Regions from separate parts of the Mus musculus genome. Here all the other regions are linked to region 4. Evidence: chromatin contacts called from public HiChIP or PLAC-seq and promoter capture Hi-C data. All regions are on one chromosome and are shown on one strand. The core of a region is the stretch at or near the end of the contact, and the rest is flanking DNA. Distances in the headings are between cores, read along the strand shown.

Region 1 (4,746 bases), core at 1,669-4,168, 500 kb before region 4:
TTAAAAGGGCAATGGATCCCCAACACAGATAAGTTAAGGACAAAATAACAAAAGGACTGAGTGCCCTCAAGGGGGGAGGTGAACAGAACTCGAAGCTGAAAGGAGAGCGGAGCCACTGGCACAGGGGTCGTGGGGACCAGGAATGGCTGGGGATGGGGGACACTCACTGCACAGTGATGGGAGCATCGCCGCTGCGATTAGAGTAATTCACAATAGCATTGAAGGACTGATTGACCCACTGCCAGAACACCACAGTCGGAGTCTTCCTGAGGGTGCAAAGATGGACTACTTATACTGTCCCTCCACAATATTCCCCCATCCTTGAACCCCCAATATTAAAACCCTCAAAATTCCTTAACTCCTCAAGTGAGACTTAGCTCATGGTCCCCAAACTGGCCCTCATCGACCTTGCGGGAACACCTTACACAGATGGAGGCTGGGTCCTGAGAAGCAGAAAGGATGCTCAAGTATTCTCCCACCCACTGTCCTTGACCGAAAAAGGTGTAGAAAGGAGACTTATAGTCACCCAGGCATGCTCTGGGCATAGCGCTCAGGAAGGGGACACAGGATAAGGTTTACCTGTAGAAGGTGAGCATGCAGCCAGTAATGGTCATGTTCATGGGCACCTGGGCTGACATACGGCCAATCAAGACCACCTTCTCCCCCGTGTCCGGATGGAATGCTGAGTCATACACGTATTTGGCTCGCCATAGCTGGTCCTCAGTGAGACCCGGGGTTGCCACACCAGCCCTGTAGAAATTGGCAAGAAACCAGGAGGCTGTGGCAGGGGTCAGACCTGCCCTTCTTGTCTCTGCTGCTTGCCTCGGGGAACTCTGGGCAAAGGATCAGGAAGTTTGGCACCCAACCTCTGAGTAAAGGACCTCTCTGTCCCCTGGGGATGTCAGAGCGTCTTGTAGGTGTGCCTACTCTATTTTCACATCCTTGGTGGCCCCACATTTTCTCCGGGGTCACAGTGATGGTGGTTTGAATGACTGGAGGACATTCCAAGAGTTAAACCTCCCAAGGAGGATTCCTTTTCTATCTGCGTGGGACTCTCTTTGTCCTTGCACAGTGAACAGCACTGGGAAGTGTCATTACTAAGGATCTGTGACCTGCAGAGCTGCCACCTACCCATAACACACAGTGCTGTCCCCTCAGCCCAAATGTCCTCAGATCCGCTGAGCTAAAGTGCTGCGTCACAGTGGCGTGATTTGAGGCAGGTTCACCTGTAATTCTGCACGATGTTCCGGGAAGCTTCCAGCTGTTCCCCGGACAGCAGCAGATTTCGGGGATCAGTGACTGTGAAGAAATGCCGGGCTCTGCCTAGAAATGTGCTTTGGTCCCACCGAGGTTCCTGGATGTTGATATTTAAGGGCAGGTCACCCATCTTCTGCAAGGTAGCAAGAATAAGGGTCAGGTCCAAGGACTTCCTTCACTTGGGAGACACTTTGGTGGCTCTGCCTTGGCCCCAGAAACTGACCAGTGCTTGCAGGTGCTCAAGGTCACTCCAGATCCATAAACAAGGGTGGGGGAGGAGTTGTTCCCTAGGTAGTGTTTTAGCCAGGAACATACAGCCACTTAAGAGCCGGAGGGAAGACCAGAACCAAGAATATAGCTTTCCTGACGCTGTGGCCTGATGCCAGATTTACGTGTGTGTGAGTGTGTGTGTGTGTGTGTGTGTGTGTGTGTGTGTGTGTGTGTGTGTGATTCCCCAGCAGCAGCTAATCTGGGGCAGCTATCTTGAGCTCCTGCTATAGGAGCACAGAACATGGATAACACACCCAAGCCCTTTCCAGCTTCAGGCCCCAGCTGCCCCAAGACTTAGATAAAAACTTCCAAGGCTGTTTGGAAAAATGACAGAAGGCAGCCCACACTCAAGCCCCTGATTGGAGGAGACATTAGGCACCTGAGGGCTGATCCGTACCAGATCTCAAACAGCACTGGAGTGGCAGCCATTTGTGAACATGTGAGCACCCACATAGCCTCCTCAAACCCACTTGCTTCCACTCCTACACAATAACTCCGGGCTCTCCCTGGTCCTGGGTTGAATAGAACTGACGCAGGCACCCACCCAACTCTCTCTGAGCCTCAGAAAAACCTCAGGAAAGGGCGAGATTCAATGGATGCCCCTCCGCCCAGCACAAAAAGGAATGCCAAGAACAGCCATCTGGCTGTGTTAGGCAAAAATCCTGCAGAGTGACTAATACCCTCCAACCCCACTTCCTCCCTCACAGTAGACACCGTCCCCACCCGACTTTCACATACTTATACACAAAGACAGGCACGCCCTCCCCAGCACACAAACAGGTTAGAGTCACACTGTATACACTAGTCAACCAACCAGAGTACCGTTACACACACACACACACACACACACACACACACACACACACACGCTCAGCCATATCTATCAGTTGCAGACATTTGAAAGCATGCCTAACACACAGCCTCAACCAACCCCTCCTTGTGCCCTACAGATCCTAACAGACCACGCAATATGGAATTCCCATAAGAGAGAGCACCTCTCTCAAGGCAAGCCTTCTGTTCTGAGCCCAAGCCCTCACCCCTCCACTTTGCTGATTCCCAAGGCAGCAGGCACTCACGCTTTCCGGGGTTTTCAGCCTCTAGAAGCTCTCAGACCCGCCTTCCTCACCGCTCTCCGCTTTCCTCCCAGCCATCACCGAGACGTCACGCGTGACGCTGAGCAGCAGGGAAGGGCGGGGGCTCCCTGAGCTCGTTCGCCTGACCCACCCCCCCTCTTGGCAGAGTTCCGAGACAGTGGATGTCCAGAGTGATTCTCCCAGACCAGGCCGTTGAGACCAAACCCGACCCAGTCCTGGGAAGCAATTCTGGCCTCCTTCCCAACCAGGGAGAAAAGGGGAGGAGCCGCCCCACTTGCCTCCTTCGCTTGCAGTCCCTTAGCTTGCCTCTGGAGGCACCCACCCCCGCAGCACCCAGTCTAGGTGCACTGGGTGCGGGTGAGCGGCGTGGAGGGCGGGCCTCTGAGGGTGCAACGCCCGGAGGGATTCGGATTACTGCTTGTTTACTTGATTGCTGCCTTGGCAATGGACTCTCCTTGCTTGCACCCTGGTCTGCTACTCCAGGTCTTAGAGGCTCCTTTTGCAGATCCTCGTCATTCGCATCTCTTTCCAGCCACATTGTTGTGGTATCTGTGCCCCTTTTGTGTTCCCAGTCCCCTTTGCCACCTAATCCCCAGCTCCACTGTGCCAGCAATTTTTTGTACCCCCAACACTTATCCGTACACAAACTGACGCCCCAGTCCTAGGGATGTGCACGGCCAAAGTTTCCCGTGATCTCTGCCTGCATCCAAGCAGGCGCATCAGAAAGATTCTTCTCCTAGTGGCCTGGGATCAGCTGCTGTATCGTGCGGCCTTTCCAGAACAGGGTGTCTCCGAAGGTGAAGAAGGCATTACACACACACATCCCTTATCCATCAGCACCCAGGGCACAGCGGCGACACAGCCATGTTCCAGCTTTCCTTCCTGCTGATCTCAGGCTCAGGTTCAGCTCTTTCGTTTGTGACATTCTCCCACAGAGACCTTAGGGATGACTACGGAAGGGATGGCAATTTCAGGAAGCTAGCGTGGCCCGGAGAAGACGTGATTCTAGTAGCCAGTGGAACCCAGCCAGTTCCAGAGCCTGGGTTCCAACGACCAGTTGGGGTTCAGAGTTGGGGCGGGCAGAGCCCAGAGGTATCAGACAGGTGAGAAGCTACAATCCGGACAGGCTACCAAAGGTGCTAGAAGAGAATGACTGGCGGTCTCAGCAGCCAATGGGATCCCAGGACCGCGCAGGGTAGCTCTATTCCAGCAGCTGCGCGGAGCGTGGGCGGGGTCCTTAGTTCACTGTATCGCGCCCGCCAGCGGGCGACAAGGGCAGCGGCGGCACACGGGACCAGGTGAGGTGGCCAAGTCCTAGAGGTAGCGAGGCAGGAGGTCCTACATGGGGGAGTCTGTTTTTTGGTTTACAGAAATGCTCTAGAGGGCGTGACCCCTGGTTTTGCACTAGCGATTTGTGGGGCTCTCTCCAGAAGATCACTCAGTCCTGGGATAGAGTCTTGCAGCGACTTTAGACTCACAACTGCAGCCTGGAGCCTGACATTCACCTGGGGGTGGCGGTGGGGGGCAAGCTCGACCGCAGCTATCCCAGGTCCTGAAGTCCAGCTCGGGAGGCTAGCCCCTACCCATATACATATACACACAGGAAAGATGCTGCAGTAAACTGTGTGGCACCCATTCTCCTCTCTCTCTTTAAAACTCAAGAGCCTGCTGTGACCCCCATCTCTACTCTCTGAGTGTCAGATGAGGACCGGAGACTGGGTGGATGACTCCATTGAGAATAGCAATGGAGGAATGGAGGGAGGAATGGAAGGAAAGTGTCCCAATGGCCTTGTAGAAACAAATCCCCAAATCCAAGATGGTGCAGAACTGGGCCGATCTCCTCTGGGCCCAGGATGGGAGAGGGGGACAGGATGTTCAAGTCAGGAGGAAGTGCAGAAGCCAGGGTAATGGGACAGCACTCATCCCTCTCCCCAAACCCTGTTCTTCCTACACAGATCTGGAAGCCCTACTCCTAAGAAGCATTCAGACTGAAATTGCATCAGAAAGATCCCTCTCTTCCAAGTGGCCTGGGATCAGCTGCTCTGTCTTGTGGACTTTCCAGAACAGGGTGGCCAGAAGAAACACTATTTTTCGACTCAGCGAGATCTGCCTTACTAAGACTCCA
Region 2 (4,964 bases), core at 206-2,705, 440 kb before region 4:
ACACACACACACACAGAGCTCAGGACTGGCACACAAAAGTCACATTGTATTGGTGACACAGGAAGAGGAAGGACCTCAGATAGAGGTCCCTGAGGCATGAGAAACCTGCCCTAGTCAAGATGCCCTGTCTCCTGTTCACTGTGGTGGCCTTTGCTCCTGCTTTGCCATTGTTGTTCAGCACTCTCCTTATGGAGAGTGTGATCTTTTGGCCACGTGGTACTTCCTTAGTAGCGACTGACACCTATCCAACAATGCTGTAATCTTACTGTGCCCCAGAAGCCTGTTTTGCCAGTTAAAGTTTTCCAGAATCCTAGCCACTTGTCTTGGAGTTAGATCCAAAGCTGGACCTTCTGGTTTGCCTTCTCCTGATTTCCAGGCCTGGTTAGCTAGAAGGAAGTGTCAGAACATGTCTGCAGATGCTGGGAAACCATCCACCACCGTCAAGCATGCTGGGTGATTAAAACTGTGTCTGAGTGCAGGATGGCCTCAAAATCTGTGATCCTCCTGCCTCTGCCTCCCATGTGCTGGGATCATCGGTATTAGTGATTGCACCAGGCCAACATGCATGGTTTATTTATTTAACATATTTTTGGCAGCAGGAACAGGGAAGTATCCAGAGTTCCCAGAGTCTGAAGGTACAATACTCTCCAGCTATCACTGTTGGAAGATAAGACCTGATTTACAAGTAAGCACACCCACAGATGGCTGCTTCTGGTCAATTTTCTTTTAAAAATTAACTATTTTATGTGCATGGGTGTTTTGCCTGTAAAGGCTAGAAGAGGGCATAGGAGGCTTTGGAACTAGAGTTACATTCGTTAGCCATCACATGGGTGATGGGCTTTGAACCCAGAGCCTCTGGAAGAGCAATCTCCAGTTAACTGTTGATCTTCTCCAGCTCCATTAAATTTGTCTTTGAGACAGGGTTTCTCCATGTAGCCCTGGCTGTCCTTGAACTCAGAGCTCTGCCTGCCTCTGCCTCCTCCGTGCTGGGATAAAGGTGATTACAATCTTAGTCTCCATCTTGCCTCCCTTTGTTCTGTTCATGTTGCATGCCAGGCATTGTGCTGAGTTACTGCCATGTATGTGAATCCTCACAAAACATGAAATAGAGTTATTCCTTTCAATAGAAGAAACTCAGATGCCAACAAAGGTCAAATGGCCAGTATGGTGAACCTTGGGACCTGAGGCCAAGCCTAGGTCTTTTCCTCAAACACCGCGACTATCCCTAGTATTTGCACCTGTCTACTTCTACCTGGGCTGTCAGCATCCATCTTTCCAACCTAGTTTACCCTAAAGGAGAAAACAGCTGCAGCACTGGGGGCCTGGCAACTATGCCTAAGCCTTCTATGAGGTACTAGGTTTGTTATGAGTGTCAGCCTTTCCACAGCTGGCATGTCATAAACCCACCTGCCAGGTCACAAGTGGCTCTGCACTGTATGGCATCACCTTTCTTGATTCTGGGTTCTAGAATTTTAGAGACACCCAGATGAAGGGTATTTCTTCCTCTCCTGTTTCCCCCGATACCATCAGGTAAGAGCCATGATTTTGTGTTGTTCACCACCAAACCCTAACACGTAGGTAGGCAAGAGCAGCCAAACGGATGTGCAGGATGAGCTAAGAATGAGATTATTAAATTCCTGACTGCAATCCAGGAGTGGTGGCGCACGCCTTTAATCCCAGCATTTTGGAAGCAGAGGCAGGCGGATTTCTGAGTTTGAGGCCAGCCTGGTCTACAAAGTGAGTTAGTTCCAGGACAGCCAGGGCTATACAGAGAAACCCTACCTCAAAAACCAAAAAAAAAAAAAAAAAAAAAAAAAAACCCAAAACAAAAAACAAAAAACCCTGCCTGTAAAGCACACAGCACATTATTAATTGGGTTTTGTAAACATAAACTGTGGAGAGCTGTGCCCGTTTCCGTTTCCCACAGATTAAAAGAAGGCATCAAGCTAAAAACAAGTTTGTTTGTTTTTTTAAGATTTATTATTATATGTAAGTACTCTGTAGCTGTCTTCAGACACACCAGAAGAGGGCATCAGACCCCATTACGATGGTTGTGAGCTACCATGTGGTTGCTGGGATTTGAACTCAGGACCTTTGGAAGAACAGTCAGTGCTTTTAACCACTGAGCCATTTCTCCAGCCCCCTAAAAACAAGTTTAAAGCAGGGTATTTTAGATACTCAACCACCTCTACTACTCAATCAAAAGTTGCCAGACACGTTTAAGCTGAGAAAAAAGTTTTAATAACACATACACATACATTCAGAAGACTTTAAACAAGACAGTATAAAATTTTAAAGGAAAAAAAAAAACCAAACCACAACACATTGCATTTACTGCCTAAGAGCTAGTAGATTAACTGGCTGACAAGAATGCCCCGGGGAAACTGAGGCACAGATGAGGTGCGCCTGCACCATAGAGTAGGCATAGCCACGAGATGGGATTGTGCTGACTCACGCCCCCACCACCTGTAGCAGACCCTTGCCTCCTGAGAGACAAGCCAAGAAAGTTCTCCAACCCAGCCGCTTGGCGATGAGTCAGTTTGTAAATGGAAAAACACTCCTGGTTTCAAGACTCCACACATTACTGTCCCCACCAACTGTGTCTGTTCTGATTGGGGGGAAAGGGGAAGAAAACAAAACAAAACAAAAAGCCAAACAAACAAAAAACAGAGCCTGGGTGGTAACTTATCTATCATTACTGGGGATATATATATATATTTCACTTTTCTTTTTTTTTTTTTTTTTGTGAAGTCGAAGCAAGCTATTACTTGCATTAAAAAAAAAAAAAAGCCAACCTTCTGAAAGGTGACAAAGGCACCGTTGCCATCAGGACAGAGACAAAACAATGCACAACACTGACTGCAGAGCTACACAGGTGATCTTGAGCATGGAAAACCTTTTCACTTGACATGTGTTACAGAACTGTACTTTCAGGTAACAAGAAAAGCAGGTCAGGAAAGGCAAACAGTTACACACAAAAGCATAAACACAAGTACTTTAATGTTCAGCTTGCAGTAAGGGTAAAAAGTTTGACATCACACATCCAGAAAATGAGACAAGGATTATTTTTGGCACAGTAATATTGCCAAACACACCACCGCTCAGTGCAAGCTCGTTTGCCCAGTCCCAAGTATGGCCTGACAGTCTCTGTGCAGCGAGCACTTCCTCCCTCGCTACCATCCCACTTTCTGGGCAACAACAGACAGAGGGAGACAACGCACAGGGACTCAGAAGATGGAAAATACTTGATTTGGGATTAAAAACCATGAGCTACTTGTGCTAAAATAGAACCACAACATTTCCACAAGAACCCAAATGTAAATACTGACTGGACTCTGACCCGGAGACTGAAGGCTGCTACCAGAGTCATAAATTCAGAGGCCGAAACTGATGTCTGGCCATTTATTTTAAAGGGACAGATAAAGTATTTTTCTCTAGTGGAGAAAGACAATTGAAAATAGAGATTTTATTCTTATAGGACCTGCTAAATAAGAATGTATCAAAGTGGTTTTAAATTTGATGGGTGGTTATTGGTTGAAACTGCAATATAAAAGGATCACTTAAAAACCTGAATAACCCACTTGTCCCCGTCAATGTACACAATAGAAAATATTTACACACTGTAATTACAAGCAATATAAGCAGATTTTTATACTTTGAGATTTTGTACACTTTACACAATGCAAAATGAGAAAAATATGAACACTTATAAAATTACACACAAACAATGTATCTACAAGGATTAAATTACAGAGTGAGAGCCCCACCGTTGGGCAGATAGATGCCAGAGTTTCAAGCTTCAGTCAAATATAGCTCTTCGTATCTATCTCTTTAACCATAGTGGCATTTGTAACAATACCCTTGAGAGGTAGCATCAAGACAATATTCTTACCAGTAAACTCAACACAGAATAAAACTTGTTGGTCTGACTCTTGGAGCCTCGATCAGCCTCAATTCTTGAAAATGTGATTTGTGTAGTCTTCTCTATAAAATCTCTAACTGCCCAATGCTTGACAGGAGCTATAAAGTCGCTAATGCTAATTTAAATGATGAATTTAAGATACAATGGTTTTTATTCCTAAGCCTCAGTTTAGAGGTAGAAAGAGTTAGCTCTCAGAACTTATTTTCTCCTCTCAAACCTTAACACTGAGCCCAGTTCCCTTTTCCACCACCTGACCTGGACCCACACACACATTAGCATGCTCAAGAGGGAGCAAGCCACTTGCTCCAGCCAATAGTCAAAGAATAAGCAGTTGGCATCCTTTTTAGGAAGCAAACCTCCCCAAACTGACACCTGTCAACAGGAGTGTCACTACCAAAGTTTTCAAAGGGCCTAAGGCTCAATCTAGCATGTGCACCTCTGCTAACCCTCGACCATCTAAACTAAAGGATGGCTTTCCAGTGTTTAAAAGAATTTAGAGCAGCTGTGGTTTTCAAGTGCAACAACTTCAAGATACAAACTTGAGTGTGCGTGTACATGTGCGCGAACGCGCGCGTGCACACACACACACACACACACACACACACACACACACACACACACACACACACACTCACATGCATGTCCCCAAAATAAACACCATCAAGGCCTCTGCTAAATGATACTTGTGGAAACAAGGATTTTGGAAACTTCCAGATTTTGAAGCCTTTTTACACAGACTTCTGTAATAGAGTTACCAATGGCCAGAATTCTAGCTTAGCTGAGATTTTATGATTAAATCAGTATTTAAAAATATATGCATTACAAGAAACCCTAAACAAACTGCCTATGAATGTTCTGGCATTTTAAAAACAGTCACTATTTTATAGCTTAATCTCTTCCTCTAAGGGCAGTCTGACAACATACCAGATGTCTATTCCTTGATTTTAAATATATTTAAAAATCTCAGATTTATAATTTTGAATACTAAGGGATATATATGGGCTGAAACTGCCTATGGTTTATGGGTTATAGAAGAGACCAA
Region 3 (4,645 bases), core at 1,728-4,227, 480 kb after region 4:
GAGTTGTCTTTATCTTTGGGTTTGGTTTTTAGACAAGGTCTCACTATTAACCAAGTCTAGTCCACACTTGCCATCTCTCTTTAATCTCCCAAGTCTTAGCTACGGGTGTGTAGCATACATGGCTGTCTTGTACATCTATGTACATGGCTATCTTCTGTCTTTTAAATCATCAGGTGTCAAGGTTTCTTTACAGATGGTAATTCCATCCCTGTCAGCTGAATGATAGGCAAACTCTCCGTTCATTAGCTCTAGAGTCTAGAGACTCTTAATAATAATAAAAAAAAACATTCATTGGGTGCTATTTGCTCAGAAGATATTAACCTATATGCAAAGGTCAGAAGAACTTCTGGTTTTATTTCTGTTGTTTTAAAACAGGATCTCACTGGGCAGCCTAGAACTCCCTATGTAGACCAGGCTAGCTTCAAACTTTATTAACACTCCGTCCTCTGCCTCCCTCTCAGGAGTGCGTGCACCGCCTCACGAAAGTTAAAACTGACAATTCAATAATGGAGTCTTAATGTGTAAGTTTTTTTTTTCCCAGAAATCATGCATTTGTTTTTAACTATCACAATCATTGGCACAAGGATTTGCCAGATTTGGAGGTTTATTTTGATGGAACACAAGTGATGTTAGGACCTTCTAATCTACATGATTTAGACAGGTTGATATGAAGCAGAAAATATAAGATCACCCCAAACCTACTTCTGAAAAATTAGTAAACCACTCTTATTTTTTGTTCAGTAGCAACTTTCAGAATTAAAATCATAAGTTATCAACTGTATATACTTTATTCTATAGGCAACATTACGAGGAACGAAGAATAAACTCGGAAAGCACAGATACTAGACCAAACCAAGTTTGTGCCCCCAACTCTCCCATCAAGCCCAGCATGGTACTGGGTGAGAGCTCTACTGCTAATCTCTATCTGCAGCTTCTTTTTCTCTTTCTGTTTTGTTTCTGAGACAGGCTGGCCTGAAACTCACTCTTCCTGCCTCCACTTCCCGGCTGGGATTTCAGGCATGTGCTTCCACGACCTGCTTTTTTTTGGCAGGGGAAGGGTGTTGTGATCATAAAAAGAGAAAGAGCTATAAGAATATGTTCTGGCACAATGTTGGGGAAGGGGGTGCCTCAGCGGGCCCATTGCCAAGGCATCCCCTCCCCCTGAGGGACCAGACACACACCAATATAGTATAGAATAGAGTTTATTTAGGGCACGGGGAGGGGAGTTAAGAGGGTAGTAGAGGCAGAGAATGGCAGAGAGTAGAGAAGTAGGGACAGGCCATGGCCACCTGGAGGGGGGCAGGGGAACGGGATGGGAAACAAGGAGGCAAGAGGTAAGAGAGGCAAGAGCTTAAGAGTGAGAGGAGGAGCCAAGCAGCCCCTTTTATGGGGCCACGCCTACCTGGCTGTTGCCAGGTAACTGGGGGGTGGTGGGGGAGCATATGTGGCTGCTGCCAGGAACTGTAAGAGTGGAGCTTAGACAGAATACCAACAAAGGGGACCAGAGGAGATGAAAATAGCTAAACTGTAATATTGGTCTGCAACAAACAAGGTCCCATACATTCCGTGGTAATAAAAATCAAATGCACGATACAGGTTAGTGCATGTATTGAAGGGGTGTGGCTAGATTTGCTCTTACAAAGGCCTGAATTGATTCTCTTGCCTGTCATTCTCTTTGTTACTAGCATCATACATAACCTTGTATTTGCTGTTGTATATCCGTTTCCCAGTTTCCTGTCTGTCTTCACTCTCAGCCAGTTACAGATACAATGCCCCAAAAGCACTGCTTTCTGGTATTTTCCTGCACAGGAGTTTGGTAATCCTTCCAACCTTGTTAACCTTTTCTAGTTGTCTCTGCCCTTAGTGAAATAGAATGCCCTTATTTCCCATGTGTCCCTATATCTCTAAACTCTACCCTTTCCTTTTAGTTTTTGTTTTGTAATACATGCACATGGTGTGGGTTTATTCCCTAAACCTTTTATGATTATTAATTATTGTGTGTGTTGGTGTGTGGTGTGGGGCATGGACCTTTATGTGTGGAGATCAGAGGACAACTTGTGGAGTCAGTTCTCTGCTTTTCACTTCTGTGTGAGGTCTAGGGTGAAAATGAAGTCCTCAGGAGTTCACAAACTCCTCTACCCACTGAGCTATCTCACCAGGTCCACGTGGTATAGAATGTTAAAATACAGTGAAAAAAAAAAAAGGTCGATTCCCAGCACCGATGTGGCAGTTCACAACAGCCTTTAACTCTGGTTCCACGGGATTCAATGCCCTCTTGTGACTGCTGAGGGCACCAGGCACACAGATAGTGACTGACATGCATGCAGGCCTAACAGCCATAAATGAAGTCACTGTCTTCTTGTCATACATTTTCTCTATCAGCAGAAAAATGGATCCTAGACTTTGTAAATCTGGTTCTAGCCTATCTTGCCATACAACTCCTTTCAACCTTATCGCCGTCATGAAAACTCAAGCGTTCACTACTCATTTTGGCCTACAAGACAATCCCGACCTCCACATTCAACATACATATATCATTCTGATCCTGTTTCTGGGTGGCTTTCAGAAAGCACTCTGGTGTAGCATTCTGGCACAAAATAAATATTCAGGCCAAGTCTGAATGGTTAATTCTGGTTGAATAGCTTCCTCTTCTGAACTCGAACCCCTGATTCCTTGAGACTGGTCTGGTAGTTTCCCTAGTGCAGGGTGTGTACCTGGAGAATGTGCTTGCCAGTTGGACTAGGGACGAACCACAAAAGGATGCAGGAACAACTCCTACACTGAGGGGCTGGTCCTGTGCACTAGCATGCCTCAACCAGCGTCTGTCCGAGTGACCCACCCCAGGAGACTTGGTCCTCGTCTGGGCACTTAGAATCACTACACTGTGCGCGCACCCGGGGCCAATTTTGTCCCGCCCGCGCACCGTCTCGCGAGTCGCGGGCGGGGGCTGCGTCGCCTGCGTCCCCGCGCAGCCGCAGTACCGGGCAGGTGGGCGGGGCCGGCTGTTGGCAGCAGTTGGCGGGGCCGGGTGGCGGCTGCACGTGCGGGCGGGGGCGATGCGTCACTGACCGGTGAGGCGAGGCTCGGGGGTCGCGGTCCTCCGAGTGCCTGCGATCAAGGCCGCCCTCAGTCGGGACCTAACGCTTGGGGAGTCGGGGAAGAGGTGTCACGACGTACGCCGAGCCGGGGGCACCCGCGCAGGGGGTTGGCGAGGGGAGCGCTTAGCTGAGAGAGAGAGAGAGAGAGCCCGGGGCCGGAGCGCGGGGCTTCCCGCCTCAGCCGCCCGCGACCGTACGCGGGCTCTTCCCTGGGTGGGGACTGGCCTGTCACTCAACGGACTGAGGTTCCTCTTCTCCCCATGCTCAGGAGGAACAAGGATGAATATGACTCAAGCCCGGCTTCTGGTGGCTGCAGTGGTGGGGTTGGTGGCGATCCTCCTGTACGCCTCCATCCACAAGATCGAAGAGGGACACTTGGCCGTGTACTACAGGTGAGCGCCGCCCTGTGCAGCCCGCGATGGTTCTAGAAGCACAGTGGAAGGGTCCAATGGGTCACAGCGAAGTCTGGGAAGTTGCTCTTTTCCGCGGCGTCAGGGGAGCTGCTTCCAGCCCTGCCTGGGAAGTGGTTTCATCCCAGCTGCCGGGAGTTAACCTTTGGCGGGGCACTTTTCCGTTGTCGGGGCAGTTTAGTGCCAAGTTCGTTCTGTACAGAATTGAAGACACCTTAGGGGGCACGGAAGTAGTCACTGCAACCGAGATGACTTCTCATAGTCCGCACAACTGCACAGGTGTTTAGTTTGCCGCTGTGGATTTTTTCCGGATCTCTGTCTTACATAAAGACAGTTCTCCCCAACACTAAGTTGGGTTTTTTCTTCTTCATTAAAAAATCTCCCATTGTCTGGTTATGTCCCCCAAAGTCTTCATGACCAGAGCAATGTCATATATCCCTAAAGGCCAAGAGACAAAAACCACATTTGCAGGCCACTTTTCTCACTTTTTTTTTTTCAAGTCAAGGTGAAAAAGAGTGTGGACTCAGTTGCCATCCACCTGATTTGGCATAAATCAAGTCTAACTTCCCACCAGGTCCTCGTGGTATAAGCTGGGAAGAGAAGCCAGTTTGTGGACAACTTGGGATAGTGGTTTATTCTGAAACAAGCAGATTTTTGAATATTTCCATCATGCCCCCTAAACTGGTATTTCTACTTTTAGATCAGTCCAGAATCCTAGAAAATACATACTTTTGGTGGTATGTCTTAACAGATGGAGTTCTAGCATAAGAAATACCAGCCTGGACCACATTTCCATCCAGTTTATCACTGTCCTTCTGACAGGAAAACCACGAAGAGAACATACGGAGATACCACTCCAAAAAAAATGACTAATGAACCTGCAAAGGTTCATCTTTTGAGTTATGACTTAGGACAAGGATGAATGTTGTGGGAACTTACTATTCGTTGTGTAAAGTAGGACTTTGTGTTGTATTTGTCCCAAATTTGCAGGGGGTGCTTTCACCGTTCACATACTACAGAGTTTGATAAACAAGCCCCTCTCTCAGCTGTCAACTCAACCCTTTCGCTGTCTGTCTTTCCATGCTAGGTTTTTGTTACCTTTAGACAGAAACCATCCCCCTAGGATTGGACTCATGT
Region 4 (4,933 bases), core at 857-3,356:
GCATTCAGGTATACGAGCCTTTGGGAGCCATTCTTATTCAGACCATCACATCATTCAACTTAGATATGGGCTCCATTAGTGGATTATCTGGGCAGTTAAAAAGTGCAAAATTAGGGAGTGGAACTGAAAACGTTACTTTTTGAAGAATTCTTAGATTTATTGCGGGCTGCTGAGATGGCTCAGTTGGTAAAGATATGTGGTGAACACCTGATATCAATCTTTAGGCCCTACATGGTTGGAGGAGAAAATCCATTACTTCAAGGTGTCCTCTGACCTTTGCACATGTGCTATATATAGTGTGTGTGCATCCACACTTGCACACAGAATAAATGTCATTTTAAGAAGTTTTTTTTACAAAGATATACTCTTTAATCATCTCATTCTTAAATATTTATTTATTTATATGAATGTATATGGCTGTGTGCCACCAGGAAATGATGTTGGATATTCTGGGACTGGAGTTAGGCAGTTAGAAGCTGCAATGTGGGTGCTGGGACTTGAACCTTAGGACTTTAGTGCGATTTCTTTTGTGATGCTCCATCAGTGTGGTTGGTACTTCTGCTTTATTCCCTAATTTGGGAGTACTTTCCAAGGTTCAGCTGTGTGTGTGTGTGTGTGTGTGTGTGTGTGTGTGAGAGAGAGAGAGAGAGAGAGAGAGAGAGGAAGAGAGAGAATCTCCTGTAGCCCTGGGTGCCCTTGAACTTGCTGGGTAGCTTGGGTACCTGAAGATGACCTTGAACTTTTGACCCTCCACCCTGAAGCCACCACGACTACTGGTTTCTCTAGTGCTGGGAAATAAAACCAGGGTTTCAAGCCTTAGGGCAAGCAAGCACTCTCAGCCAATCCACACCTCTAGTTCCTAAGGCTCAGACCTTGTTCACTCCCCAACTCCACCCCCATCACCGGCTCACCTGTGATAGGACACTTAAAAAAAAAAAAAAGTTAAATGTTTAGTTGTAGCAAGAATGGTCCTGGCACAGATGGTGCCACACATGGGTGTCTATCTGGTTTCAGAACTGCCCATCAGATAATGGGCACCCCAGTTTCAGAGGTGACCCGGGTAGAACTCACCATGCATCAAGTGGCACTTTTGAACCAACTTGGGCATCTTCACCTGCCACAATTACCTCCACAGTTATCTCAACTTGAAAAGCATCTGTGATATCTTCACATTCTCTTTTCCTCTGCCTCAAGGTTTTAACTCTGTTATCAGCGACACCGGGTCTCCCTTGCTCTTGGGCCCCGGCTGTCTTGAATCCTTTCCTTTCTCAGTCAGGAGAGCCAGGGCAGCTCTCCTTCAGTCACCAGTATTAATCCTGACTTTCTTCACCGGTCCCTGGGCTGCTCTATTCCTCTTGTAATTGGGTCCCTGCCTTCCTCTCTTTTTTCTCCAAAGGGATCCATACTGCCAGATACAAAATACAATTGCCACTAGTGCCTCTGACCCAATAATTTTCAGTAATTCCCTGTTAACCGCAGAATTAATTGGTATTCCACAATTTATCTATCAGTACTTGTTCTTGATCAGTCTCTTTGACTTACTGTATGGGAAATGCCAGCATGCCCATTAGCTGCTTTGGCCCCCCTTTTTGCTGAAATATCACCTAGTGTTCTTTCAGCTCCAAGGAGTAATGCCCATGTCATGTGCCTGAAATCTTCCATGAAGTGCCTGGTTCACAGTTGTCTCTTTTTCCACACACAGCCGTTAATCAGTTTGTGGACACCCTCTACTAGTAGGCTCCAGTGTGCACCACTACTATTTACAACCTCGATTGCTTTTTAGCTAAATAGATCACACTGAGAGCTCATGGGCTTCCCTCACTTTAATAACTACATAATAAATTGAATTAGTGTTTTCCCTTTCTATACACAGGAGCCTGACTCAAATAGAATAGACTAGCATGTACTGGTGTGGGGGCTAGAACTGTGCAATCCCAGGGCAAGTGAGGCAGGCCCTGCTGGGAAACCTCTGCGCTATCGCTCTCGGTGCAGATTAGTGTTGAGGAGCTCAGCTAGGCGAGCAGAGGGAGTGGGTCGCCAGCTGTGGCCAGGGCAAATTGACTTTTGGCCCTCGGCAGCCGCCGTCCGCAGCGCGGTGCGCCCTTGGTTGGGACAGGACCGGCCCAGGCGGTCGCCTGTGACCCCTGACCTGGGCGCTCGGAACAGGTGGGTTTCCCCTGCGGGTCTGGGGTCCCGGAGCACCGCTCCTCCCACGGGAGGACGCCGGGGAGCTCGCCTTGACCACACCCGGGCTGCCACGCCTCTGGAGCACCAGTACGAATCCCCCCAGCTGGACCCGGTCCCGCTCCCCTTGCCACACAGTGTCCCCAACCCCGCCGAGGTCCAGCAGCGCTGCGCGCGCCTCCGACTGCCCCCCAAGCCTTGACTTGACCGGGCCCTCAGCCTGCACACTGTCGCGGTGCCCTGGCCAGTGGTAACTGACCGTCAAGCGCCTTGTATGGCAGTCAGCAGGCGAGAAGCCGTGTTGACCTTCTCCCTAAGGACTGGACTGCCAAGGGTCGTCCTCCCTGATAGTGGTTCCCCGACCCTATCAGCCCGCCACTGCTCTGGCTGTTCTGATCCTAACGAGGGTTTTTCTTATAAAATGATGCCTCAGAGCAAAGTGGATGAAAAGAGCATTTCTCAGCCGGGCGTGGTGGCGCACGCCTTTAATCCCAGCACTCGGGAGGCAGAAGCAGACGGATTTCTGAGTTCGAGGCCAGCCTGGTCTACAAAGTGAGTTCCAGGACAGCCAGGGCTATAAAGAGAAACCCTGTCTCGAAAAAAACCAAAAAAAAAAAAAAAAAAAAAAAGCATTTCTCCCGTCCTTCTGTCAATGGTTTAAGCACGTCATGAAAGCTTTGCTTAAATTAATATAATGGTTAAAAGCACGGGGTTTACATTGCGGCTTAGCCGGCTGTTTTCTATGTAAAACAAAGTAACAATTTATAGAAATTTCTAGTTGTGCCTGGCAAATGCGCTGTTGCTGGTCGCTGCGCTTCTGTACAGGATGGTTCTGACCAGCAGGTGGCACTGGTGACGAAATAGTGTAGTTCGCTGGTCACTGATAAAGCGGAGCTTCAGGAGTTTAGAAGCTCCCAGAAACAAGCTTAACTGACAGCCCCAAGCTTTTTTCAAGCTGGAAAGTACAATAGAGATTAAGTACTATTATCGCCTGCTTTTATAGGTGAGGCTGACCTGACTGGGTTGCTCAAGCAGGTCACAAATAGTTCTAAGTGTCCTTCTTTACCTTTCAGCCCTTTCGCTGGCCCGTGAGGATGAGACCTTGAGTATACATTAGAAGTGGAAATCACAGAGTTAAAATGAATGCGGTGTGGGGGCTTCACACTTGCCAAGTAGAGACAGGACGATCATTCTCAGTTACCTAGCAAGTTTGAGGCCAGTCTGGGCTACGGGAGACCATGCGCCCCCTCCCGCAAAAGGAAAGGGTCTGAAAAGATGGCTCTGTTGGTAAGAGCACCCGCTGGGTTCCCGGGGCGCTCACATTGTAGCTCACAGCCATCTGTAGCTCCAGTTCCAGGGGCTCCAACACTCTCTTCTGGCCTCTGAAGGCATTAGGTACCCGTGTGGTACACAGACATACATGCAGGCAACACACACACATATCTATGAATGTTATAATTTTAAATATATTAAGATAAGTTCTTACTTTGTATGTAGTCCACGCCAGGCTTGCCTGAACTTATGATTCTAATGCCTCAGCCTCTTGAATGCTTGGATCATAGATGTACATTATAGCTAGAAATATTTAATTATCCATTTCCCTTGGGAATTGGTACTCAGAGGACAGATGTGTGTCAATGACATAAATACAGGGTTCCCTGGCACAGATACAATATTTAAAACCAAGGGAATCAGGCAACGTCACTGAGAAATTACCTAGTTTGATGGTTATTGTCGGTAGAACTGTAGTAACCAATGTTGATTAAAGACCTTGGGAGTTTAGATAATCAGTTTTAGCCATTGGGTAAGCGAACTGTCAGATGAGCTTGTTTTTCTCATTCTGTTTTTTGCTGGACTACTTCATCTTGTAGAGAAGAGAGACCATCTCTGTGTCCACAGACGCTCCCTGGATCACTGGCCCTAAGATTTTTTTTTTAATTATTATTTCTATTTTTAGTGGGCCAAAGGTCATATATGTTTCCCGGAAACCATGAAGTTGAAAGAACTTGAGAAGCCAGCTGTCCAAGCGTGGAGCCCGGCCAGGCAGTACCCTGTGTATCTGGCCACAGGTACGATGACACGACAGACCAGGAGCTACTAGAAGTCAGCCATCAAAGGAAAACTCAGTATCTAGAATTCCTTAATGACCATGAGAGACAGCTGTAGGATTATGTCAGGTTGGGTACCTGGTAACAGCCTTGGACTAGGGCCTGAGGGCGGCACCTCATGCTTTCCTTGCGGTTACCTCTAGAGAAAAGGATGCTCCTATCTCTCTTCTGTTCTGTTTCCTCCCCGCTCCCTAACCTATTAGTACCCAGTATTTTCCCATGCATACATTGTTGCTCATTTGCTGCCTCTTCTTTCCTTTCCATGTGACTAGGAACATCTGCTCAGCAACTAGATGCCTCCTTTAGCACAAATGCCACCCTGGAAATATTTGAGATTGATTTCAGGGACCCTTCTCTGGACTTGAAACACAAAGGAATTCTTTCTGTCTCCAGCAGGTACTATGTTGGGTCTATGAGTGGGTATTCAGGTCAGACCCTGATGGATATACTGATAGAGGGTCCTAGGGGTGGTGTGTGCAATTCAGGGATCATGGGGGTGAGAAGTATGGGGAACAGGAGTTATGTTTCAGAGGAGGTCGTGCTGGTCAAAGGGACTTGAGAACTAACCACTTTCACCTTACTAGGCAGTGGCAGCAGCAGCAGCAGTATCAGGCAGCGTGCAGGTGATAGAGCTATCTTGC
Region 5 (4,821 bases), core at 2,000-4,499, 360 kb before region 4:
GTTTTCCGTCTTGGTTTATTAAGTACACCTTCCTGTCTCCGTATCGAGCTTGTAGCTTCCTAAATTTTTAAGATTGTTATTGTCTTTTATTTTTTCACATTTGTCTTTAATCCATACAGAGTTCATACTTGTAAGTAGTATAAAATAGGAATCCAGTTTTATTTTCTTCTAGGTGGAAGTTGACTTGGCACCATTTATTAAATAATCCATTCTTTTTCATGGAATTGAAATACCAACTTTGTCATATAGTAAATTCTCATATGTATACTTGGTCTATTTCTGGGCTCTCTATTTTATTCCACAGATCCATTTATCTATTCCCAAGCCAATACCAAATTGATTTAATCACAGAGGTTTTATAGTTCAGTCTGGTGTCTGAGAAGACAAGTCTCACTCTTCTCTTTTTATTTTTAACGTTTTTATTTGCCTTTCTCAAGCATTTATTCAGCTATGTAACTTTGAAATCATTTAATTCATTTTCTCCTCCAAATAAAAATCTTCTCATCCAATTAAAATCACATCAAATATATACATTAATTCTGGTAAAATTGATTTTTCTATCAGTATTCTTTTATTATTTCCAAAGATATTTGCTGAGTACTTACTTCATGAATACATATATATATGTGTGTGTATATATGTATATATGTATATATACATATATATATATTCATAATATTCAGTAGGAATGAGTTCTGACATCCACCACAAGATAGTACAAGAACACTCATAGCAGCTTTATGCAATAAACAAAAACACTACTAACCCAATAGAAGCAGGAATAGATAGTAGTATATTTATTATACTGTGGGATACCATACAGCCATGGAAAGGAATGAACTTTAGATACCTGCAGCCACATATATGAGCCTCACAAGTAGGCTGGGCACAGGAAGGCAGATAGAAGAGAAGCTAGTAACTACCCTTATATGATTTCAAAGTCAGGCCTGCTATGTGTCGGGTAGACCAGTTCCTCCTTTGGCGAGGTGTCTTAGTCAGGGTTTCTATTCCTGCACAAACATCATGACCAAGAAGCAAGTTGGGGAGAAAAGGGTTTATTGGGTTTACAGTAAAGAACATCCCTCCATGGCTTCTGCATCAGCTTCTGCTTCCTGACCTGCTTGAGTTCCAGTCCTGACTTCCTTTGGTGATGAACAGCAGTATGGAAGTGTAAGCCGAATAAACCCTTTCTTCCCCAACTTGCTTCTTGGTCATGATGTTTGTGCAGGAATAGAAACCTGACTAAGACAGGGAGGTGAGTACATATTGGCCACAAGGGGACAAGGGGCCCTTCTGGGATGGCTTATGCTATGTTTTTCTCCTGACCAAGGATTGTATGAATTCACATACCTATTTTTTAACTCTTATACTTGAGAATTTTTTGTTTTACTGTTCTAAGCAGTATTTCAATCAAGATAAATAAGAATAAAACAGCAACCCACCATCACAAAGGCTTTCTCCCCCTCCTGCATGCACAGGATGACGAGTGGTCTGTGTGGTCTCTGCCATCTTCTTTCCCTCTCTGAAAAAAGAAATGATTTTCTAGTGCTTTCTAGACTGGGCTTTTGCAATCTTGAAGCTTCTGCAGCTGTTAATCACATGATATTTTCTAAGCCCTTCTCCCTTAATAAATTTATTAAAAGCATCTCTGTGTGGACTGCTCTGTGTGGAGAAGCAACAGACTTGGGCCAGCCAGCTTAGACTCCCTCTCCCCAACTGGTCAATAAGAAACTATGGGTTTTTTTCTGCCTTACCCCCAAAAGAGTTATAAAAGTTCAGTAAGTGCCTGGAAAGCAGGCAAGACTCCACAATGCAATCTGGATCACCCATTACCAATTTGCTTTGCTCACCCACCGTAGTGGCTGGGCCTTATGCTTCCTAGGGGAAAATGAGCAGTTTGGATGCCTGCTCCCTCCTTCTCCTTCTCCCATCTCATCCGCTCTCCTTTGTTCTCCATCAGTGTGTTCCCTAATGGGGGGCTTTGCTCTGTATTTGTGGCTCTTTGGGGAGAAAACTTGGAGCCCAACTTGGGGTCTCACACGTAACCCCAAGACTGCAAGCGTTGAGATGTTGCCTGCAGCCGTTATAAAATGCTGCTTGCCATGTGGCGCTGCTGAGTTGCAGTTATTTCCTGCCATTTTGTATTTCGGATCTCTGGGGTAGTGAGTGACTCATGCTTTCCAGTTCAATGTGAGGACATGTCCCACCGAGTTGACGGCCTGATGCTCCTGGAGGACATTCCTAACCCACCACTCACCAAGTTATTAGAAGTCTAACTCCTGAAATCACTAATCCCCAAATAGCCTCTATTCTCTCAACTGCTGGCTTCCATTCTTTGATTTTATGCACAGTAGTTCCCAACTCAAGGCCAAAAATTCCACCCCATGCCGAGCCACTTTCAAAGGAGAACCAATATGCTAAGACTGGAGGGGGATTTTCAATAGCGGCTAATTGTCAGTTTGTCTAGTGAAAAGAGCTTCCTCTCTCCCCCAGCAGCCGGGTTATTTGTTAAGGTTTTCTGGGGGTTTGGAGAACCTCACTGTTAGGGGCAGTTCAAACTCAGCGGTTTTAATTATTAATCAGGTCAAAGGCTGATGACAATTTTTCTCTTCGGGGGAGGGTCTTGAGTTCACAGTGGGGCATGTCCAGCCCCTTGTCCTGTGATGGATAGGCAAAAGTGGGCAAATGATTGAAGCCAGACCAGCTTCGGGTTTTCTTAATGGTTCCTTACTAGACAGACTGTTTGGAAAGTCCTTTAGGCTGCCTGTGGGCTCATTGTAAGGAATGTAGGTCTTTATCCTTTCTGAGGACGTGCGGTTTCCTGAGTTGAACAATTCCAGGTCAGCAGCGCACGTGAACATGCTGTATGCGCCCTTGCAAACCAGAGCACAGGAGAGGTGGAGACTCTTCATATGTGTCCACACTGGGATGTCAGCTTCCTAGCTTCCTCCTGGTAGCAGTTCGAAGGCCACCTTTTTTCTGAGCAAACCGGGGGTGGGGGTGGGTGTGGGGGAACATGAGGCCTTTTCTAGCCTGGGTCTGTAACATCTCCAGACATGCTGACTTTGTGTTTGCCCCGCCTCCCCCACGGCTCTTTGGATCCCTAGAGATCTCCCTTCTCTTCTTGGCTTGAGACTCCCCAGCTTGACAAAATCCAGGAAAAGTCTTTCCCCTCTGCCTATTCGTCAGCCATTCCAAACAGTTCCAGCAGAGGCTGCCTCACACCCTCGTTGCTAGGCAGATTCCCTGGTTGCTAGGCCACTGCTGCTTCTTCCCAGCCTGGGAAAGACATACAAATTTCCAGTGACCCACTGAATCATGTAGCCCCCCGCCCAGCAGCATGGGGAGTAGATCCTAGACTTCATTATGTGTGAACTCTGTACCCAGTGTAGATCAGTTCCAAATGGGCGAACAGGCAACAATTCCCGGATGTTCCTTATAGAGGAGACCAAGTATGTCATATGGATGGTGGCCAGGCCATCTGTGAAGGTTCTCTGGACAAGGGCCTGGACTTACCTTCCTGTGAACTCTCAAGATAGTCCCTCGAAGAGAAGAAAAATTGTTATCAGCCTTGACATGAACTTAGAGAATTTTCTCTGGTTCAAGTTCTGACACCCTCCACCTTAAGCTCAGAAAACATCTTTATGGGCAACAAGAAACAGTCCCTGGTCCTAAGAGTAAAAGAGTGCAATCAAGTTTGAAAGACTGAGTTTCCTGATCTATAATGAGACTATCACACGGATCTCAATGATTCTATGAGGATATTGCTTTCAATGATTCTATGAGGATATTGCTTTTGCTCTGTGGTAACAGAGTTTTCAGGAAACAGGAAATATAAGTGAGCTTCAGTGGACACCAGTTTGTTTAAGAAAGATTTATGGCCAGGTTTGGTGGCACACACCTTTAATCTCAGCTTTCTAGAGTCAAAGGCAGGTGGATCTCTGAGTCTGAGGCCAGTCTGGTCTATAAAGAGAGTTCTAGGACATCCATGGCTGTTATAGAGAGAAACCCTGTTTCGGGAAAAAAAAAGTGTATCAACTTTTTTTTTTTTTTTTTAAATCTTCCTATTATGTGTTAGGCAAAATGCTAGGTAACTTACAAGATGACATTTAAGCTCCCACATCAATTCCGAGAAAGACAAAACACTTAAGCACATTCCATTAACATACGAGTTCAGGGGCACCGGGATAGCTCGGGGTAAGTAAGGGAGCTTGCCTGCAAGCAGACAACCTGAGTCTGATCACAGGAGCCCACGTGGAGAAAGGAAAGAAATGACTTTTCTTTTAAGCGGTTTAGGTTAAATTGCTAGGGTCCACTTTTCGAGGTCAGCCTGGTCTAGGATAGCCAGGACCACACAGAGAAACTCTATCTCACTCCCCAATCCCCATATTAAAAGGCATAAAAACTCCGGAATACAACAGGTGGCAGTGGGGAAAAAAAATCTCAGACACAACACAGAATCAGCGTTTGAAAAAAGTCTTTGTTAGGAACAAAGAAACACAGACAGTAAGGCACACAGGAAGAGCCACTGAAAAGCAGGGGGGGCGGGGATCCTAAAATCTGGTCTCTCCTCAAGGGTTGGGGACTTTAGATGGTCTTTGAGGGGGTCTTTGTCACCTAAGTTAGGTGTGTTCAATTTAAACAAAGACAGGGAGCCTGATACAACTTTTGGATAAACACGTGCTGGTCTGGCCTTGAACTTATTAGCCCAGTCTGCCAGCAAGGGGGCCTAGAAGAGAAAAAGCCAGGCAGGCTTTTGTCTTAAGCTGTTGGGCCTTTGTTGAAAGTCAAGAAGAAACCAGAAGTTTGTCATCTTATCTT

Evidence for each region. Promoter capture Hi-C pulls out the DNA fragments that hold promoters and counts their contacts. HiChIP or PLAC-seq counts read pairs in DNA pulled down with a chosen protein or histone mark.
Region 1: a contact with region 4 is called in an H3K4me3 HiChIP or PLAC-seq map of embryonic stem cells, with 10 read pairs. The contact joins the promoter of Sfxn3 here to the promoter of Sec31b in region 4. A contact is called at or near these places in 6 of 39 promoter capture datasets (the 3T3-L1 cell line, the HPC-7 cell line, cranial neural crest and 3 more), 2 of 15 datasets of contacts at CTCF or cohesin (the NIH/3T3 cell line and stem cell-derived epiblast-like cells), 2 of 484 Hi-C or Micro-C datasets (CD4 T cells and rod photoreceptor) and 12 of 115 datasets of contacts at active chromatin or transcription factors (bone marrow-derived macrophages, craniofacial prominence, embryonic forebrain and 6 more).
Region 2: a contact with region 4 is called in an H3K4me3 HiChIP or PLAC-seq map of embryonic stem cells, with 2.6 times the contacts expected there. The contact joins the promoter of 4930414N06Rik here to the promoter of Sec31b in region 4. A contact is called at or near these places in 4 of 39 promoter capture datasets (the 3T3-L1 cell line, liver and stem cell-derived epiblast-like cells) and 11 of 115 datasets of contacts at active chromatin or transcription factors (the 230-238 cell line, embryonic limb bud, embryonic stem cells and 5 more).
Region 3: a promoter capture Hi-C map of 3T3-L1-derived adipocytes shows a contact between it and region 4, with 6 times the contacts expected there. The contact joins the promoter of Erlin1 here to the promoter of Sec31b in region 4. A contact is called at or near these places in 6 of 39 promoter capture datasets (3T3-L1-derived adipocytes, cranial neural crest, hippocampal neurons and 3 more), 1 of 484 Hi-C or Micro-C datasets (regulatory T cells), 3 of 115 datasets of contacts at active chromatin or transcription factors (the 230-238 cell line, bone marrow-derived macrophages and stem cell-derived neural progenitor cells) and 3 of 9 other capture datasets (adipose tissue, embryonic stem cells and pancreatic islet).
Region 5: a contact with region 4 is called in an H3K4me3 HiChIP or PLAC-seq map of stem cell-derived neural progenitor cells, with 16 read pairs. The contact joins the enhancer-like site here to the promoter of Sec31b in region 4. A contact is called at or near these places in 7 of 39 promoter capture datasets (the HPC-7 cell line, HPC-7-derived erythroid cells, cranial neural crest and 4 more), 21 of 115 datasets of contacts at active chromatin or transcription factors (the SCID.adh cell line, acute myeloid leukemia, bone marrow-derived macrophages and 15 more) and 2 of 9 other capture datasets (adipose tissue and macrophages).

What each region holds. Positions count from the first base shown.
Region 1 is chr19:45,045,748-45,050,493 of GRCm38.p6, reverse strand. It overlaps Sfxn3 (sideroflexin 3), which reads right to left and starts at 2,918. Exons shown (of 11, transcript NM_053197.4): 1 at 2,604-2,918; 2 at 1,227-1,390; 3 at 580-750; 4 at 168-266. The coding sequence starts at 1,387. It overlaps Pdzd7 (PDZ domain containing 7), which reads left to right and starts at 4,722. Exons shown (of 16, transcript NM_001195265.1): 1 at 4,722-4,746.
Region 2 is chr19:44,981,041-44,986,004 of GRCm38.p6, reverse strand. 4930414N06Rik (RIKEN cDNA 4930414N06 gene) reads left to right here and starts at 1,455. Exons shown (of 3, transcript NR_040294.1): 1 at 1,455-1,530. Slf2 (SMC5-SMC6 complex localization factor 2) reads right to left here. Exons shown (of 20, transcript NM_001081225.2): 20 at 2,219-4,964.
Region 3 is chr19:44,068,117-44,072,761 of GRCm38.p6, reverse strand. Erlin1 (ER lipid raft associated 1) reads left to right here and starts at 2,977. Exons shown (of 12, transcript NM_001164360.1): 1 at 2,977-3,071; 2 at 3,367-3,490. The coding sequence starts at 3,378.
Region 4 is chr19:44,543,021-44,547,953 of GRCm38.p6, reverse strand. Sec31b (Sec31 homolog B (S. cerevisiae)) reads left to right here and starts at 2,106. Exons shown (of 26, transcript NM_001033343.1): 1 at 2,106-2,166; 2 at 4,142-4,253; 3 at 4,565-4,688. The coding sequence starts at 4,175.
Region 5 is chr19:44,906,544-44,911,364 of GRCm38.p6, reverse strand. No RefSeq gene overlaps it. Among named protein-coding and RNA genes, the nearest start is that of Slf2, 22 kb to the left of the region's middle. Within about 2 kb of position 3,249, at least 49 of the 459 cell types and tissues checked have an H3K27ac peak or open chromatin away from gene starts, as enhancers often do. A contact at or near this core is called in adipose tissue, neural stem cells and stem cell-derived neural progenitor cells, where this site is marked.